Regions from separate parts of the Sus scrofa genome. Here region 2 is linked to region 1. A link is a contact called in public HiChIP or PLAC-seq data. All regions are on one chromosome and are shown on one strand. Each heading gives the region's core, a stretch centred on a gene start, on an enhancer-like site or on the middle of the called end of the contact. The rest is flanking DNA. Distances are from core to core; before and after follow the strand shown.

Region 1 (4,424 bases), core at 506-3,005:
GTCTGTCAGACTTCTGGTCTGTTGAGATTAGTGAGGGTAAGGCTGCTCCCTGTGACAGCTGTCCTGAAGGAGGAGGAGTTTGGGCTGAGGGACCAAATAAAATGCACAGCCGAGGAGCTCCCCTAGTGGCGCAGCGGAAATGAGTCTGACTAGGAACCACGAGGTTGCAGGTTCAATCCCTGGCCTAGCTCAGTGGGTTAAGGATCTGGCATTGCCATGAGCTGTTGCAAATGAGGCTTGGATCCCTCGTTGCTGTGGCTGTGGCATAGGCCTGGGGCTGTAGCCCCAACTGGACCCCTAGCCTGGGAACCTCCACATGCTGTGGGTGCGGCCCTGAAAAGACAAGAGCCAAAAAAATAAAAATAAAATAAAATAAAAATGCATAGCTGAAAACTGAATGTTGAGGCTGAAGCATTTCACAAAGAGTGGGGCAACCGTGATTCTTGCCCCATTTCTGGGGCTGTTTGGTTGTGTGCTCCCTGAGCCTTAGTTTCCCCAACCATTAAAAAAAAGAGAGAGAGAGAGAGAGAGTTCCCTTTGTGGCTCAGCAGTAACGAACCTGACCAGGATCCATGAGAATGTGGGTTTTATCCCTGGTCTCACTCTGTGGGTTAAGGATGTAGCATTGCCATCAGCTGTGGTGTAGGTCGCAGAGTCGGCTTGGATCTGGCGTTGCTGTGGCTGTGGTGTAGGCCAGCAGCTGAAGTTCCAGTTCAGCGCCTAGCCTGGGAAGCTCCATATGCCACAGGTGCGGCCCTAAAAAGCAAATTTAATTAATTAATTAATTTTTTTCAAAAAGGATAGGACCATAATATCTTTCCTTCTACCTTGGAGTTATTGAGAGTTTAAGTGAAAGGGACATCAAAGAATGATTGACACTTGACTGAGCTCCTTGAGTTTCTTAAGAGTAATTTGATCCAAAATGACAAAGTTTGGAGTTCCCGTCTTGGCGCAGTGGTTGGCGGATCCGACTAGGAACCATGAGGTTGCAGGTTCGATCCCTGCCCTTGCTGAGTGGGTCGGGGTTCCAGCATTGCCCTGAGCTGTGGTGTAGGTCGCAGACGCGGCTTGGATCCCGCGTTGCTGTGGCTCTGGCGTAGGCTGGCAGCTGCAGCTCCGATTGGACCCCTAGCCTGGGAACCTCCATATGCCACGGGAGCGGCCCAAGAAATGGCAAAAAGACAAAAACAAACAAACAAACAAACAAACAAAAAAATGACAAAGTTTTTTCTAGACATGAGTTGTTTATCAAATCCTGGGATCTGGTAGTAAAGTGTCCAAATCCTTCCTTTTTGTTTTGTTCTGTTTGTCACCAAAGGCTATGACCACAGGATGGCAATTTGTGTTTCTGGAAATGTAATCACATTATAATCACTTATAATGCTGCCTAGTGATAAGAGCCAATTTATAACTATAACAATTACATACACTTCTGTAAGATGTCTTAACAGTAGGCGTATTATTAATCAGAGATTAAGTCGTTTCATTTGAAACAATTAGTGAGTCAAAGAAATTAGAGAAGTAACAAGCTACGACTCCTTTGATTATTAAACTCATGAGCTAATGGTTTTAGCATCCATGTTATGTGACATTATCACCAAAGCATAGATTGTAATAATCATAATCAAAGCAATACACGGTGTAATATAATTTATAAACTATGTGAGACTAAAAACCCAAACGCTAAAATTGAAGTGGTATGACCACCCCTCACCACTAGAGGGTAGCAATCCACTACAGCAAATGAACTGCGCCTGAGGGGTGTGTGACTGGTTGGGTGGGGACCTCAAACAGTTCTTCCCGCAGATTCATTTTTATGATGCCCATAGGCTAGATGACAATTTCATATCCCAATCAAAGAAGGAAAGCCCTTTTTATGTTTTATATAACATCGCTGACTAAGGATAATATGTGTCATTCTTCCGGGGCGGGGTGGGGGCGTTGCGTAACCCGAAATAACAGAAACTCTTAGAACTTCAGAGGTCTTCCATCTTACCAGGAATCTGTAAAGTTACAAGGGTCAAAGGTTTCCTTTCTAATCCTCCGAGGGAACAGACCGTCCTAAAAATTAAAATACTTAGTTAACCAATAACTTACCAAGTATAAAATAATGCATAAGCAGGGCAATGCCAATAAATCACTGGATCGATTTTTTTTAATCCATAGAAATATTCACACTTTTTAAAAGTTATTGTCATTTTGATAATACATGGCAATAAATTTTGAAACACTTAAAATTTTAAGATGATAAAGATTAAACCATTATTGATCTTTTTATCTATTTTCCTAAATTGTTACTTTTCTAAGTTACTATTTTTAAGACAATACCTTAAATCTTTTCCAGACTAAGGAAAGGAGGATGGATGGATAGAGGTAGAGCGAGACAGACAGACAAGAAACCATATCAATAGTTTCCAGGAGTTCCCATAGTGGCTCAGCTGAAACAAACCCAACTAGTATCCATGAGGATGCAGGTTCAATCCTTGGCCTCGCTCAGTGGGTCAAGGATCTGGCATTGCCATGAGCTCTGGTGTAGGTCACAGACTTGGCTTGGATCCCACATTGCTGTGGCTGTGGTGTAGCTGGCAGCTGCAGCTCTGATTCGACCCCTAGCCTAGAAACTTCCCTATGCTGCAGGCACAGCCCTAAAAAAAAAAAGAAGAAAAAGAAAAAAAAAAGTTTCCAAATGGGCTGATAGTCAAAATTACCTAGTGAGCTTTTTTTTTAATTACTCAAATGAATTTATCACATCTGCAGTTATATAATGATCATAACAATATGATTTCACAGGATTTCCATCCCACAGCCCAAGCACATTCCCCCCCCCCACCGTTAAGAGGGAAAGAAAAGAAGAGGAAGTGGATTCCTGAGTGTGTGTCTATGTCTCTCTGCATGTGCTTGTTTTGAGTTCCTCAGATGATAATTTAGAGTCAAAGTGTGGGTGATGCCACAGAAAATATAGAGCATTTGAATTGTTTAGTACTTTAATTAACCCAAATTGTAGAAATCAAATTAGAATTAAACTATTTTTCAAAAAATAATTTGCAGGATTTCCCTTGTGGTGCAATGGGTTAAGGATCCAGTGTTGTCACTGGAGCATTTTGAGTTGCTATTGTGGTATGGGTTTGATCCTTGGCCCAAGAATTTCCACATGCTGTAGGCACAGTGAGAAAGAAAGAAAGAGGGAAGGAAGGAAGGAAAAATAAAGAACAAAAGGAAGAAGGAAGGAAGGAAGGAAAAAAAGAAAGAAAGAAAGAAAGAGAAAGAAAAGAGAAAGGAAGGAAGAAAGAAAGACAGAAAGACAGACAAACAATACTTTGCTACAGGAAAAACTGTGGAAGGTGTATAGTTGACACATTGACAATTCCAATAATGCGTTTGTCTGTGATATGCTACTAGAGAAAAAAGTTTATCTGCAACCTCAACTGCTGACAACGCTTTATCTCTTAAAGTACATAAAGATGAACAAACTGCTGAACAGAGGAATAAGAATTCTTATTTACTAAAGACCTTCACAGTAAAAACAAACAAAAATACCCCTTACAGCATCTCCCAGGACTGTCACTCACATTACAAAGGCAAATTATTCTCCAAGAAGGTAAAGTTCTGGGACTACTGAAGGACGATCCCAGACCTGATAGAGATGAGAAAAGAGAAAAGGGTGACCTTTCTTTGCTCTTAGCTCATGGAGGCAGAAGAATGCAAGAAAGTTCTTTCAACAACAGGTGGACGCATATTGAAGTGTAGAGACCTTGGCATTTGGTGCTTATAAACAAACCAACCAAAGAACCGGATTCCCTGCTAAGACTGAACGACAGGGGAGGTAGAAGGGAGGCCAGTGGCCACAGTGAGACTCCTGCCAAAATAGGTCATTAAAACCAGAGGTGTCTGAGGCACAGAAAGGTCAGTGGGACGGAAGGCTGAGGAAAGAACTAGGAAATAAACAACCAGAAAACCACTACAAAATGGCAGTAAGTCCATACCCATAGTAATTACCGTAAATGAATTCATGGTAAAAATTGGTAATGATGAAGTAAGTATTTTTGAGTAATTCACTTCTCAGAGACAAGGCAAAACAGCCTCCACTCTAGGAAAATCACATCACGTGTGTAGAGCTCACCGCCTGCCAGGCACCGTCCCCCCCTTCACATACCCCTTCTTCCTTGAATTTAATCCTTGCATAGATTCAACCAGCCTCCATTTTCACAACTCATATTTTGCTGTATCCTACTCAAGCTCTTGGGCATTAATTTTCAAACTCTAGAACCAGATTCAGCAACATACATTTCAATGGTTCTCGATTTTTTTTTTTTTTTTTTTTTTAGGGCCCTACCCACAACATATGGAATGTCCCAGGCTAGGGGTCAAATTGGCGCAACACCACAGCCACCACGACACTGGACCCAAGCCACATCTGCGACCTA
Region 2 (4,424 bases), core at 695-3,194, 49 kb after region 1:
TATCTCCCTTTTACCAACAGGTAAACTGAGCCCAGAGAAAGGACCTGGGCCAAAGTCATTTCAAGAGTTAACGGCCCTATGGTCCTTTCTTCCCACCATCCACCCACCCCATGTCCTCTACTTTCCTTTTGTCTGTAGAAAACTTTAGCCAAAGAATAAGTTTAATCAAAGAACTAAGAAAATGCAGAAGCAAAGGAAAACAGTCCAACAAAGCCAAATAATCATTTAGTCATTAAGCAAAGTCAAGGACCTTTTTTCCTTCTCAAGGGCTATAAATAATATTCTGAGCCATATCCTGTGAGCTATCTTATACTGAAACCCCAGTCAGGTGGAAAAAATTAACTACATGATGACCAGACTGTGGCCATGACATAAGCTGCCACAACTGGAGAAGTGGCCTCAAGGAAAGAGTACTGAACCCAAGTTCACTCTGCTTGTCGTACGACAAGCCAATAAATTCGGAGATGAGTTGTTGGGGTAAGGAATAACGACTTTTATTGGAAAGCTAGCAGACCCAGAAGATGGCAAACTAGCGTCTCAAAAAACCATCTTGCCTCAGCCGACTTCAGACTCCTCTTATATAGAGAAAGGGGAGGGGGAGGAGCCAATGGTCATTCACTGTCTCTTGTTTGGAGGAAGGACCCATTGCAACGCCAAGCAGTGGCCCAGCAGGCCCACTAAATTTCTCCCACTAACCGTTCCTCGCTTACAGAAATGGGAACAAATTGACTATGGAACTGGAGATTAACCATACTTAAAATAAGAGAACGCTGGTCAGACCATCCCATGACCAATTTCAAGATCTGTCAGAGCTGATTCTACTGTTTCTGCATATAGCCCTGATAGGTACCTATAAAAGCTCTTGCCCATTGACTGTCAGCTGGGGTGAGGGGGCAGTGGGCCTTTGGACAGGAGTCTCTGCCCGCTCACCTAAGTTGCTGGAATCCAGAATACAGCAAACATTCCACCAAATTTACTTTTTTTTTCCCCACTATATAATGACTTTTATTTTTTCCTGTTGTAGCGGGTTTACAGTGTTGTCAATTTTCTACTGTATAGCATGGTGACCCAGTTATACATACATGTATACATTCTTTTTTTCTCATATTACCATGCTCCATCATAAGTGACCAGACATATAGTTCCCAGTGCTACACAGCAGGATCTCATTGCTAATCCATTCCAACTTTGCCTTTTTATTGGCTTTAGAGTGGCAAACAGCCTGACCCTACTTTCAGTAACTGTAAGTGTAAAATTAAATACGGTGAAAAAATTTTTGGCTTCTAAAGAGAGAAATAAGCAAGTGTTACAAAATTATCATACTTTCTCTTTGACATAACCACGAATATCTCAAGTGAACATGCCAGGCGTATGCATAGTAGGGACCCTCAACAAGCTTGGTCATTTTTTGCACAAGTCTCTCCCCAGAGAGAATTTAGGGGAAATTTTTTTCATGTTCATTCCCCCTATATCCACCATGACTGGATTAGTAGTTGGTAAATAGTAAGCTCCCAATAAATGTTTGTGTGGTGAATAAGCACCTTCCTTCTACCAACCGGTAAACTGAGCCCAGAGAAAGCGCTAGGTCCAAATCATTTCAAGGGTTAAGGGCAAAGGCAGGATGGTTAAACGAATATCATGAAGCCAGGCAGGGCTCGCTCAGCCTTAGTTATTGACTCTCCTCTTCATACAACCTTGTCAAAACCCTATCAAATCCTTCAATTCTCATGTTATAAAAAATAAAATAAAATAAAATAAAATAAAAAACCAGTAAAGTCAAGCGGCCTCCAGTGCGGGCAAAGAGGGAACGAAAGTACCAACCTACCGGTTTCCCTGGCGCCCGATAGACGCCAACATCCACTCAGCGTGATCACGTGTGACCAGGCGTGTCACGTGACCCACGGATCCAGCTCCCGCGCAGGTGCAGTGAGTCTCTCACCCGCCATCTTAGAAATGGCGGCTCCGCTGGGTGGAATGTTCACGGGGCAGCCTCCCGGACCCCCGCCGCCGCCACCGGGGCTCCTGGGCCAGGCTTCGCTTCTTCAGGCCACACCAGGGATTCCAAGAACTTCTAACAGCACCTTAGTGGACGAGTTGGAGTCATCTTTCGAGGTAAAATGAGCCGTGGGCGTCTGTGTTCCCAGCCTTTCTTTTCTGAAACGTGTGCAGGTTATCTTTTTCAGCAATCCCTGCACCGGCTTACAAATGGGGCGGCAGGCTCAAAGAATCTAAACTGCTTGCTTTATTCTCCACGTTGAGTGATGGCCAGAATTTTCTGGTCGACTGGCGGAGATGAGTAAATTTGTCCTTTCTAGAGGCACGAGGACTTGAAGTTTGCCCGCCACCCCCACCGTGGGACCCTTCTAGGTTCCCAGTCGGTTGTTCTGCTCCTCAAGGTTGTTGCCTCAATTCAAGGTTGGTTCTATCCTTGAGTATCCTTTCCTGCGTCCCTGCGTGTTTGCTACGGGCTGATTCTCCACCGAGGGGAGCATTGCACCACTCTGTCCTGTATTCTTTCCATTGGGCTCCACCCTTAAACGGTCCTAAAGTAGTGGAATTCTTGGGGCTGAGATGGGAAGTTGTTATTAAGGGCCGAGGGAAGAGGAGTTAAAGATGAAGCTTTGGGAGAGAGGCAGAGGGTGATCCAAACTCTCACTCCCATTCAAGCATTAATCCTGTAGCAGAGAAAATGGGGACTGGTAGGAGGCACAGGTGAGCTTAAGAAATAAGTGCTTAAAAATCAGGTGGCTTCCAGTGGTCTCTGAAGTGGAAGATGAACCATTAGGGTGTGGAAATGAAGTAACTTGTAATTGGAGTTAACTTTTCTACTTTTTGACTTTCACACATAATAGCATAGGTAGTAGGTAAATAGAGTTCATAAATGAGTGTGTTATTGGGGTTGCATGGGCAGAATGCCTTTTTTAATGGGGCGTACATTCAGAAGTTTGAGATAATTGATTTAAAGGACAGAGAAATCTTTTTTTTCTGGGAGGAGGATGAGATGCCTTTGAGGTGGTGCTAAGCTGTAAAGGAGAGGGACAGGAAAGCCTTAGAGCAGCATCTAGGCTTGAGATGAAGTGGCGGTTATGAGACTTGCTGAAAGACTGGCCCTGTAGAAAGAAGTCTTGGCCAGAGCCTACCATCAACACCCTAGTGCTTAAAACTCTTCAGTGGCTGCCATGACTGTTGGGTTAAGACCAAGATGGGGAGTTCTTTTGTGGTTCAGTGGGTTAAGAACCCCACACAGTGCCTGTGAGGGTGCTGGTTAGATTCCTTCCTTACCCAGCAGGGTGAGAATTGCGAGTTGCCTCGGCTTGTATTGTGGCTCCATGTGCCAAGGCTGAGGCATAGGTCTGCAGCTGTAGCTCCAGGTCTGATTTGACTCCTAGCCCAGGAACTTCCCTATGCTGCAGGTGTGGCTCTAAAAAGAAAGACCAAGAGGTATGGTAGCCTCCCTGGCTCTGCATGTTCAAATCACTGGTCCAGTCCCATCTCTTCTTACTCTGGCCACATGAGACTTCTTCCTGCATATATTCCTTTTTTTTTTTTGTCTTGTTAGGGCCACAGCTGCAGCATATGGAGGTTCCCAGGCTAGGGATCGAATCAGAGCTGTAGCTGCCAGCCTACCCCACAGCCATAGCAACTCGGGATCTGAGTCACGTCTACAACCTACAACTCAGCTCATGGTAACGCCGGATCCTTAACCCACTCAGGAATCAAACCTGAGCCCTCATGAATATTAGTTTTGTTACCACCAAGCCCCCACGGGAACTCCACATTTTCTTTTTATAGACCATCACACTTTCTTTTCCATACAACTGTTCAGCTGTCTTGTGTACTTTGTGTATTTCTGAATAAATATCTCAAAAACTGATTTTCACTTTTGTTGTATATGACAAGTTTTAAGTCGGGGTAATATAGTCAGATGGTGGATCATCCAAAATGCTGCCCCAAATGGTAACAATATAAATACATATATAGTGTTTCCCTCCCTCCCAGATACATATACAGTCCCAGTCTAGATAGTTGAGATCATCAGTGTCTCTCCGGTTTGGGAGAGTTTTCTTTCTTTTTCCTTTTTTGACTGCACCTGAGGCATGTGGAAGCTCCCAGGCCAGGGATGAAACCCATGCCCATGGCAGTGACCTAGGCTGCTGCAGTGACAACACTGTCAGATCCTTAACCAGCTGCACCACAAGGGAACCCCTCTTTTTTCTTTTTCTAAATTGAGGTATCATTGACATAAAAGATACTAGTTTCAGGTGTACAACGATTTGCTATTTGTATATATTGCAAAATGATGACCACAGTAAGTCTTAGGTAATATCTGCAACCATACATAGTTTCAAAAAAATTTTTAATTATGCTGTACATTCCATTCCCATGACTTATTTATAACTGGAATTTTGCCTTTTAACCCCCCT

Evidence for each region. HiChIP or PLAC-seq counts read pairs in DNA pulled down with a chosen protein or histone mark.
Region 2: a contact with region 1 is called in an H3K27ac HiChIP or PLAC-seq map of alveolar macrophages. The contact joins the promoter of MED28 here to the enhancer-like site in region 1. A contact is called at or near these places in 1 of 5 promoter capture datasets (liver), 4 of 47 Hi-C or Micro-C datasets (blood, embryonic fibroblasts, skeletal muscle and 1 more) and 1 of 2 datasets of contacts at active chromatin or transcription factors (alveolar macrophages).

Annotation. Positions count from the first base shown.
Region 1 is chr8:12,572,901-12,577,324 of Sscrofa11.1, forward strand. No RefSeq gene overlaps it. Among named protein-coding and RNA genes, the nearest start is that of LAP3, 15 kb to the right of the region's middle. Within about 2 kb of position 1,756, at least 4 of the 83 cell types and tissues checked have an H3K27ac peak or open chromatin away from gene starts, as enhancers often do. A contact at or near this core is called in alveolar macrophages, where this site is marked.
Region 2 is chr8:12,622,181-12,626,604 of Sscrofa11.1, forward strand. It overlaps MED28 (mediator complex subunit 28), which reads left to right and starts at 1,945. Exons shown (of 4, transcript NM_001243569.1): 1 at 1,945-2,112. The coding sequence starts at 1,954.